3 separate regions of the Pan troglodytes genome follow, and all the other regions are linked to region 2. A link is a contact called in public Hi-C data. All regions are on one chromosome and are shown on one strand. Each heading gives the region's core, a stretch centred on a gene start, on an enhancer-like site or on the middle of the called end of the contact. The rest is flanking DNA. Distances are from core to core; before and after follow the strand shown. Region 1 has its middle 130 kb from the start of TMEM161B. Region 2 overlaps LOC112209211. Region 3 overlaps LOC107974628 (a long non-coding RNA gene).

What was found. A called contact is a pair of places that touch in the nucleus more often than the background predicts.
Region 1: a Hi-C map of stem cell-derived neural progenitor cells shows a contact between it and region 2, with 12 times the contacts expected there. The contact joins two enhancer-like sites. A contact is called at or near these places in 5 of 7 Hi-C or Micro-C datasets (induced pluripotent stem cells, a lymphoblastoid cell line, lymphocytes and 1 more), 1 of 1 datasets of contacts at active chromatin or transcription factors (stem cell-derived excitatory neurons) and 1 of 1 other capture datasets (stem cell-derived neural stem cells).
Region 3: a contact with region 2 is called in a Hi-C map of stem cell-derived neural progenitor cells, with 4 times the contacts expected there. The contact joins two enhancer-like sites. A contact is called at or near these places in 1 of 7 Hi-C or Micro-C datasets (stem cell-derived neural progenitor cells) and 1 of 1 datasets of contacts at active chromatin or transcription factors (stem cell-derived excitatory neurons).

What each region holds. Positions count from the first base shown.
Region 1 is chr4:28,007,886-28,011,108 of NHGRI_mPanTro3-v2.0_pri, forward strand. No RefSeq gene overlaps it. Among named protein-coding and RNA genes, the nearest start is that of TMEM161B, 130 kb to the left of the region's middle. Within about 2 kb of position 1,931, at least 16 of the 24 cell types and tissues checked have an H3K27ac peak or open chromatin away from gene starts, as enhancers often do. A contact at or near this core is called in stem cell-derived neural progenitor cells, where this site is marked.
Region 2 is chr4:27,475,148-27,478,252 of NHGRI_mPanTro3-v2.0_pri, forward strand. LOC112209211 reads left to right here. Exons shown (of 5, transcript XR_008547911.2): 3 at 1,273-1,336. Among named protein-coding and RNA genes, the nearest start is that of MIR9-2, 5.8 kb to the right of the region's middle. Within about 2 kb of position 1,409, at least 15 of the 24 cell types and tissues checked have an H3K27ac peak or open chromatin away from gene starts, as enhancers often do. A contact at or near this core is called in stem cell-derived neural progenitor cells, where this site is marked.
Region 3 is chr4:28,204,890-28,208,489 of NHGRI_mPanTro3-v2.0_pri, forward strand. The region is part of intron 2 of LOC107974628 (a long non-coding RNA gene); the gene reads left to right. Among named protein-coding and RNA genes, the nearest start is that of TMEM161B, 330 kb to the left of the region's middle. Within about 2 kb of position 1,767, at least 12 of the 24 cell types and tissues checked have an H3K27ac peak or open chromatin away from gene starts, as enhancers often do. A contact at or near this core is called in stem cell-derived neural progenitor cells, where this site is marked.

The DNA.
Region 1 (3,223 bases), core at 681-3,180, 530 kb after region 2:
TGGAAAATCCCTCCGATTTAGTGGATGCTTTTCCGCGGCTGTTTAAAAACTGAAAGGCAACATAGAAGCTTCTACTTTAAAAAGGTAGCCCTGGTGATCCAATCCCGATCTTTTGGCTGGCAAAGAGGCAATTGCCTGAAAACGAAATTGGCATTCAAAAAGGGTCAGGTACAGCCCAGAGTCCCTGTACTCATTTTAGACTCAAGAAAAGGCGCTTCCCATCCCTAGCTCTTTTAGAAAGAGAAAGGAAAAGGAGGAGAAAGCAGAAAGGGGGGAGAGCCGAGAGCGCAAGAAAGAGAAGAGGGGGATATTTAGCAAGTTAAAAGGTTAAATGTTTGAACAGATTTGTAAATATATAGACAACCCTTGTTATTTGGGATGTGTAATAATGCCTTTTTGTGGCGCTGTCTGGCTGGGAGGCTGCCGAGGACCGCTCCCTGGCACCTTCTTCACTAGGAAATGAACAGTAAGCTCATGGACTCGAAAAACAAAAACAGGGCTACCCTCCTTTGGAGGAAAGGGAATTCTCCCTCTATTCGGTCATTGAAAAATAAAAAGAAAAGAAGAAAAAAGAAAGTAAAAGGAAAGCAGGATCAATGAGAAGATTTTATTTTTCTTAGGTATGATTTTTCAGGGAGCAACCCAGAAAGCTGTCTTCAGGCTGAAACAATTTCAAAGTATTGTTTAAGCGGATGACATTCTCCAGCACTCAGTTATCCATTGTGCATCTATTATATCTTTGAACTCAACTCTCTTGTTTAACAAGGGTGTGTGTGTGTGCCTGTTGTGTATGCGTGTGTGTTTAGAAAACCTAGGTTCCCCAGTGGTGCTTCCTTGGCTGAATAGGGTGGGTTTCTTTCGTTTTTCTCGCATTGGTGTTTTCTGGACAACTGTACTGAGCGCTATTGATGCATCGGTGCTCTGCCCGTGCCCGTGGGCGGAGGACATAGGCTGTGGGTGTGTCCCGCCCGCAGGCGCGCGTGCGTGTGTGTGCGTGTTTGTGTGTGTGTGTGTATACACCCATTCTCTGGTGTGCATCAAATGGAGCCTTTTTTTTTCTTGCCCGTGTCTGCGTCCTGCGTATATTAGTATTATGCAAATAGAGTCATTTCGCTTGAGTATTTTTTTTTTGGAGGGGGAGGGGATGAACCATTTTAATTCTTCTCTAGTATTTTCTCGGCAGTCTTTCCACTGAGTGTGAATTCATTTGGATGCCTTTTCTGAGGTCCGTCTCTCTCTCTCTCTCTCTCTCTGTGTGTGTGTGTGTGTGTGTGTGTGGAGGGGGAGACTGCGTGCCGGTCAGTGGGTGTGTGCCTCGGTGTGTGGAAGAGCGTGCACAGCCTGTGAGAACCTTGTGAGCGATATGTGTTCTCTCCAGGTGTTCTGTTTGTCTCTACCTCCCGTGCTTTGCGTTCTCGGAGGTGATTATGTGCATATTTACATATATGTGCCTATTCTCCTGCCTTCATGTATTGTCTTTCTCCACAATCCAGATATTTCTTATATATTCTCTTATCTTTTGGCAAAGTGCCTTTTTTATTCCTCGAAGAATATTTATTGATGTGATAATCTGAAATGAAAAGTGGTCTCCCATGAAGGAGATGGAAGAGAAAGGAGTGTTCATCTTTCTTAATAGACGGGGCAGAGCCAGTTGACTGGATCACAGGGTTTCTCTGCACTTTCTGCGTGTGTGTCTGTGTGTGGGGGGTGGGGGCGGGGGCGGGGGCGGGGGAGGAGGGAAAAGGAGCCTTTAACCAGAACAAAGATAGGCCATCGCGCCCCCTTGCGGACAGGCTGCATATTGCGCCGACCAGGCCCGCCCCGGCTTTCTTTAGCCGAATGAATCTTGTAATTTCCTCCGTTAAACCATTCAGGGGCCGCCTCTCAGACCCAGCCCCCGGCCATCAGCCAATCACCAGGCGCCATGCAAATCATCTCTTCCGTTCTCCAAACCCGCGTCAGCCTCTGCGGCTGCTCTGGCCACCCCGCCCCAGCCTCATTTCCTTCCCTCCCCTCCCCTTCCCTCCTTCGCCCCCGCCCGAGCAGCTGCCGGGGAAGAGGGCAGTGCTGGGTGCCTCATGCATATTCAGACCGATCCTCCTCCTCCCTCCACCTCCTGCCCCCTCCTGCCGCCTCCTCCCTTTTCCCCGGCCGCGCCCGCGCTCCTGGAAGTGCAGTTCTCCGAGCTCTGGTCCTGAGCAGCTGTTTCCCAGAAGAAGGCCTACGTGCGCTCTTGGAGCAGACGAGGGAAAGGGAGGAAGGCTCTACCCTTAAAATCCTCTCGAAGGTCAAGTTTGAGACTTGCCGAAAGGAGGAGAAAAGTGTCGAAAAATGCCGCTACAGGGTTTGCGGGAAGGTTCTGCACGGAGACTGGTTGGAAATGCCTTTCTCCCCCTAAATACCAGATTAATTTCTCTGAAACACACAATGTATTTGTCATGCCCAAAGGATGATGATAGATGGTTTTTTAAGCCCAGAGTAAAGTGTGCATTTGTCTTGTATATCAAGGCTACAATGAAACCACGAAGAACTGGAGAGGAGATCACCCAGCGTTAGCTGCTTAATAGGAGCGGGGAGAGCGAGTGAGGACTGGAGACGGGGGGCGGGGCGAGTGGTGGCCCAAGACCTGCTCCAGGTGGGCTGTTCCCTGTCGGCTCCTGGAACAGGACGGGTAAGCCGACTAAGAGCGCAAATGGGGACCCATGAAAAGAAAAAAAAAACAAGATCCGGGAATAGTTTGTTACTGTTATTTACATCCAGACTCTGGTTTTCCGGCCCTTTACAGCTGCTGGTGAAGAGTATTCAAGCTTTGAATACTGCTCTGAACTGACCTTGAGGCACATTGAGAGGAAAAATCACTGGAGAAAATCGCGGTTTGTGTAGTGCTTTGAGATCCTCTAACGCGAAAGCAAGAGAATTGTGAAGTGACCTTGTTTCATAGATCTCTCTACGTCCACACTGGAATACTAAGGGACTTTTTAGTGAGAATTGAGTCAGTTCCCCCTTAAATCTTACACCGCAGAGAAGTGAGTAGAGACCGCAAGATTTAAAATAACATTTTGTCAGCTTTTATTCTTTCAACACATTTTTATGGAGTGGTGCTTATTGTGTGCCAGGTACACAGCATCTTTTTCCATGCGAAACACATTACGCAGGCAGTGATTTGCAGGTGTACCGGAAATTAGGGAAAGGGATAGGAATTCTGGATGCTTTCTGTTCTGGA
Region 2 (3,105 bases), core at 159-2,658:
CGCCTCCCCGCACCCCCGCGCCCACACCCCTGACAGCCTCTCCGCTTGTGTTGCAGGAAGCCCACCTTCCCCTCGAAGCCCCCACCCTTCTCTGTCTGCATACTTCCACCCCCACCCTCCCACATCTCTCCGTCTCTCTTTCCGTGGAAGACAGACGCGCGCGCGCGCGCACACACACACACACACACCCGCTTTTTCTTCCTCCTCAAATAGATAACCCCTATGGCGCGTCCCTGGTACATTTAGAATACCTCTAGAGTTTAGAGAATAAAATTCTTTAGAATGCATTGCTTGTCTTTAGCCAAACACATTTAACAACCACGACACAAACGGGGAGGAGTGAAGAAGGGGGACTTGAACCAAAAGACCTTTAAAAAAAAAAAAGTCTGCGAGTCAAAAGGTCATTCTCCAAGTTTGTAAATAAAATTGCAAAGGGAGTCCTTAAGAAAGGAGAGGAAAGAAGGGGAAGAAGGTTAGGAAGACTCACAAGTTACATAAAACAGTGCATTGGAAAAACGACAGGGAGATTCTGTAATAAAAAAAAAAAAGAAGAAGAATCTTAAGAAACCAAGAGAGAAAAAAAAAACTGGAGGAAAAAAGAAAAAGAGAAGAAAAGGATTTAAAAAAAAGAAAAAAGCAAAAGAAGTTTCCAAAGAAATGTGTGCTTTGCATCCTACAATAGGAAAATGTAGCCATTGCCTTCCTTCAGACGAGACATTTCTAATTTGTTCCGTCTGTCAGGAGGGGACTATGAGAGGTTTGGGTGCAAATTCATTATCTCTGGCAACGCAGAACGTAGTGTGGGGACTGAAAAAGACCGTGGCAATGGATGAACAATAGGGCTTCAGTTCATCAGTAACAAAAGCAGTGGGGAAATTGGTTGAGTTTCAGAGCACGTCCTCCTCGGCAGAGGGGGCTGGACTAGACCTTGGACAGCCCCCCCAAAAACTTGCCAAGCCTCGCACACACCACTTCACTCTCCACTCCGAGGCTCAGGGAGCAAGTGCCTGGTATGGGGGGTAAAAGTTGGCTTTTTTTTTACTCCTTGGTCTTTTGCGCCCTTCTCCCTCTCCCCAGAAGGGAAGACCCATTTAAACTATTTTAGACGCAATCAACCAAGAATCACCATGTGGAATTGAGCGGCAGTATTAAATGTGTTGAGCAGAGGAGAGGAATGATGAGAAAAACATTTTTTTTTTTTTTTTTGGAGACGCCGAAAGAAGCCTGTTTGTGTGCTGCGGCCGTGCTGTGACTCTGGATCTTGTCTTTCAGCCGGCGCCTCGGTTCCTGCCCAGCTGGATTTGGGGGGCAGCATTGCCTGGCGCAGGGAGATCAAGTGAGTATCGTGGCGGCCCTCAGGCTGCAGCTCGCCCGCGGCGCGAGGCCAGCAGTGCCCGCCGCGGCCCCGCGCTCGCACTCCTCACCTCGCCCGCTAGCCGGTGCCCGCAGAGTCCCGCTGCGGGCCGCTCCGAGGGCCAGTCCGGGGCTTTGCTTCAGCTAATTGATTGTGTGCCTCGGATGTTAAACCTGTTGATCTCGTGAGTTTTCTTAGCCAGTACTGTTAATTATCCAGCGGCTTGACCCCCAATCGCAGAGAGATGCCAGGAAATCTTCGCGTTGGAAAAGGGAATTTTTGTATGTAATTTTGTGGTGGTGGTGGTGGTGGTGTGTTTGGGGGGGCTTTTCCCTTTTAAACCTAGAGCAAAATGCACTTGTATTTTGCACTTCTGTATTCGAATTCGCATTTTGAATAATTCGCCTCCCTTTAACCGCCCCAAAGTTGCAATTACCTGGCAAGGAAGCGAGGGTCTGATTAGATTTTGGTGGAAAACTTAGTACAGTAGCTAAGTAGATCTGGTGGCTTTCCACTTCCCTTTTCTCTTTGCCTTTTGAATTTTGGGAGGTGAGAGGCCGCTTTACAGGGTTATCCCAAGTTCAGATTCATCAAGATGCAACCATCATGGTTAGTTATTGGTACTTGGAGCGGTTCAGCTTAAGACGCTTCTGGTATCCAAACGGAGCTAGGTCTTTGCGGTTTGCTTAGAGTCTAGACCCGGCTGAGGAAGGCAAGAACTCCTTTCTGTGGCCTGGAATTATCTGCAGGAACCCAGGGTGATGGGAACTCGGGCAATGTATTTGCATTAGTGTCTGCGGCGTTTTATCTTGCAAATGTACCCGCGGTGCTTGAATGGGGGACTGTCTTGAGGGGTCAGGAGAGCAGTGGAATTGATCAGAAGTTAGACCGGAGGCTCTGTCAAGTCACGGCCACGGCCGGGGGCCCCTTTGGAGCTGTGGCTGCCTTGGGCCCAGCACCGCAGAGTCGGGTTCCGTTTCCTCCCTTTCTTGGTGTCCACCTCTGTCTACCACCCTCCTTTCTCCACCTTGGCACCGGTAATTAGGGCGCTGTCTCAGGAAGCGAGCTCCCACAGTCAGCATAATTAAACCAGGGCAATACTTTCATTTTGCAAAACCAATAGCCCCACCCCTCCAGTCCAAAATAACAATAAGCATAAAAAAATCATAAAAGAAAAACAACCTATTTTGGGGAGTATTGAATTCCTGAATGTTGGATCGAGAGGGAATGGGGGAAGGGAATTTTTCAAAAATCCACCACTTTACAGCAATCAGGTTTTACATTATTCATTGATTTACTGGAGGAAAGAGCCAATCAGGAGCCATAGATATGAATGCACATCTCACGGTGCTGTGGCCTTACAGTAAACTATTTGCATCTTTCTAATGGAGTAGATATTTATCCAGGGATTGCCATTGTTCGAAAGGCCTGGAAATTCAGTTCCTTAAACATTTAGAAAATAAGACTTTGTTCCAGACTTAAAATCCTTACATGGAAAGACTCTCCTCTTTTGTATGGCAGGTTACAAGGTTCAAGTCCCTAATGTTTTTTTAAGAGTCCCTCTTCCTTCCAAGCTAAAAATAAAAGAAAAGAAGAAAGAAAAATTAATTTCTCAAACCCCTCCAGATTCTGCATATTTTGCATTCACATTATCATGCATGTCTCCATTTGAATGCAAATTAGCATATTTAACCCTGTGGGTGCTGAGACCTAGGATACATTGTACTGGGGTTTTATGGAATCTCTGGCAT
Region 3 (3,600 bases), core at 517-3,016, 730 kb after region 2:
GTCTTTCCTTCCTACCTAGTATCACACTGTTCCTCAACTAAAGTCCTTGGCTATCCTCTCAAAGCCTTCTAACAATGCCCCACCTAGGCTGCTGACATAGAGGGATCTGAAGCAAGTCTCAAAGAACAGCTTGTGGATAGTTTCAGATTATGACATGTGATCATTGAAAACTCTTGTTACCTATCCCCACCTTTTTTTTTTTTTCATTCCTCTCACCTTCTTAACCTCCTCTCGAGATGAAAGCACCACAGCTACTAATAAAACAATTTGACCTTCAGTAACAGTTGGGAACCTCCATCTGGTGTAAACGTGTAGAAGGATGCCCTTGGTGCTAGTTAGCAGAAAATGTGGGAAGCAGGAAAAAACTCCTCTCATAAACAACGTGCCCTGTGATGAGCTTCTCATTCATTACAGGTTATAGTAGCTGCAAGGCCCTCAAATTTAGGCATAATCTAAGAATAGATGATTTTGGCTCCTTGTGAACCACAACTCCTCTGTTGAGAAGCAGCTACTGGTGCAAATGTGCAATGTGCAAATAATTCTCCTACACTGAATTTAAAGAGATAACACAATCCCAGTTGGAGTCTTTGCAAAGAATAAAGATATAGCTCAGTGTCGTGCCCATAGCAGGCACTCATCATTGAATGAATGCATGAAAGACGACCAAAGCATAGTTTGATTATGTCTAGGTGAACTGGTAAATGGTAGATAATATCAGGGATATGTTTTTCTTTTCACATCTAAAAGATGTTGGTGGAGGTTGTGGGTAGAGGTAAGCGGAGCGTAGTGATTCTTCAAGGGTGAAAGTGAGAATTCCCTTTGCTTACATGTATCACCTTTTTATTTTCCTACCCAACAACTATGTTACTTAAGACAGGGGAAGGTAAGTTTGGGATAGCTTCTGTAAACCTTCTATAATCTGGGAGAAGCTAAAGACCATAGTTTAGGGTGTGGTGCTCTCCTAGTTGAAAAGATATTTTGTAAAACCTAATCATTAATTTTTAATTTTATGCTATTTCTATTATTCTTGTGTCTATAGGCTAGGCAGTGTGCCATGCTTTTCTGTGGAACAGATATCACTTCTCCATAAACAGAATCCTTTGGCTATCTCTCTTTGGTTAGCTATTTGATGAAAAGATTACAGAATCAGGCTGTATCTGAGACCTATTTTGTAGCCTACATATATTTACATAAATTCCTTGAAAAGTAAATAAAAAGAACCAAATGAATAAAATGGTGAAGACATGTGAGATCCAAAGCAGCTACTTATTTGAAGGGTAGAAAAAGACAGTCTTGTGTCATTACAATTAAACTGAGTACTCTGGTTCATTTACTATTTTCGGTGAATTTTAATTGAGTTGTGTCTCATTTTTATAAATGTTGTCAATCTTCATTTTCTCTGTCTCCCATGCACCAGCTTAAACACACACGCATGCAGATCCACATATGGGCATGTTTTGGGAGAGTACTGACTACAGATATACCCTAACACCAACTTACACACAGTGACACATAATGCTATAAACACGAAAACATCCAACCTTGATAGAACACCCATAAGAACAACAACAAAAAAAAGCCTTCTTTTTAATGCATTTATTTTATGGACACAAAAGCTCAGCTAGTAATCAGTTTTGATAACTTTAGATGTCTGTTTCCCTGATGTAATGACTAGACTGAGGCAATAACAATACTTCATTATGCTATTCAAAGTGTATGGCAGGATTCAGTCAGAGCTAGACTCAAAACCTGGCCCACAGCTGAAAGCAGAGATGATGCATTAATCCACAGCAACACCCTCTCCCCCACTGCTCCCCTCAGCATTCAGCCACTAATAATGGATATCATTTTTCTTCATAAAACTGGTGGTACTTGAATCAAGCACATGACAGTTAAGGTTTGTTTAGTCTTTCAAGCAGGTGATTACAGGATTGAACTTCCCAAGTGAGAAGCCAGTGGAATACAAATAGTTAAGAACACGTTTAAAGGGGGAAAAATTGTCCAGCCCCATCTGTCAAACTGTGCGTATGACATCATCAGATATTCTGCACTTGTTTGCAGCTATTCAGGCTGGCCCGCCCCGCAGTCTATGCTTTGTGTTCCAGTTTCCTTTACAGGGCCAGCGGGCTGGAAAATTACCACATGCTGTCACAGTTAGCTCAGCCAGGTCTTGTTATCATTGTTTCCAAGGAATCCATTCATTCCGTTATTTTACATATTGGGCAGACGTCCTGCCACTGAGGCTTGGGCTGCAGTAACTTGAAGGGCCAAACGTTAATGGGCCTCTATTGTTGGTAGAATGGCAGTGCAATACGTGGGAAAAAATACCCAGACAGCTCCCTGACACTGGTTTAGGACCTCTAGACTTAGGGGGTAGCCTGTGAAGATCTTTTATGTAAACAAGCCTTCAATAAACAATGAATATCTCCTGTGTCAATATTCATAACCCATCAATAAAAAAATTATAAATCTTCAACTAGAAAGAAGTCCAAATGTATTATGGATGACAGAGCTTTTCCTTAAAATAATCTATAGAATGTGCACAAGTCTCCTTCTAAACACTGCTAATTTATAGGGGGGGAGGGCAACATTGTTGAGGCTTTGAGGAAAGAAAAGCATTTGATTTGGGGCTAGCTGTATTCTCATTGCAGTGGATAATATGGTGTATAAGTTTTGTGGCTTCCACCACTACAGACTGAAATAAAGACAAGGGCCTAGGTGACACATTACATCTTCACCATGCTGGCAATTTAAAGAAAGTTAATGAAAACATTAGAAAAGTTGCCTAGATAAAGCTTAACTTTAGGATGGGTTATGTTATCTTGATTAATTAGAGCATAAATAAGAATGAAATTTAAAAACTGTAGTGATATCGATACAGGAAAATCCATTCTTTATGGAAGATATAGAGTGAAACTGCAGTTTTTGTTTTTCTTTTAATGAGAAACACATTCTCTTTCTTGTTTCAAGATAAATCTGATCTTTTGATTATACAGTGTATTGGAAAGGGATCACAAAGTGTTATGGATCTTCTAATTTTTATTACTGGCCCCAGAAACTCTTCCACCTGACTTTCTTCACCTTGGACAATAGGAGACTTGATAACTAGACCTGTTGCTCAAAGTGGAACAGCATATGGTAGTTAGTTAAATCCATTGGCACGTAGAAAAACTTTAATTCAAGTTCTTATCATTTTAAACATTCTCATGATTAGCTCAGCTGTTACTTCAGCTAATTTATTTTATTGATTCTGCACAGAGCTCCAAATGGCCCTGTGGAAGTTTACATTAGAATAGTTCTTATCCCAAATCATTTGAAGAGTTAGAACATGGGGGTCGAGCCCTTGGAGTGGAGGATTGAAAGAGAAGGAGATGGGAATAGTCTGTTTCTGAGAAACACAATCTGTACCATATTTAAGATAAAATATAATGTATTAAAAAGTTGCTCTATCCCAAAGTCAGTTTTGTCACTTTGCGTTTTTTAGAAAACATATTATAATTTCAAATAAGATCATTTCTGTGTCTGGCAGCTAATTTTAAATGGTTCCCCTTTTTCAGCTGACATTAAGAGCCAATTGAGATAAATTTATTTTTCCATAAA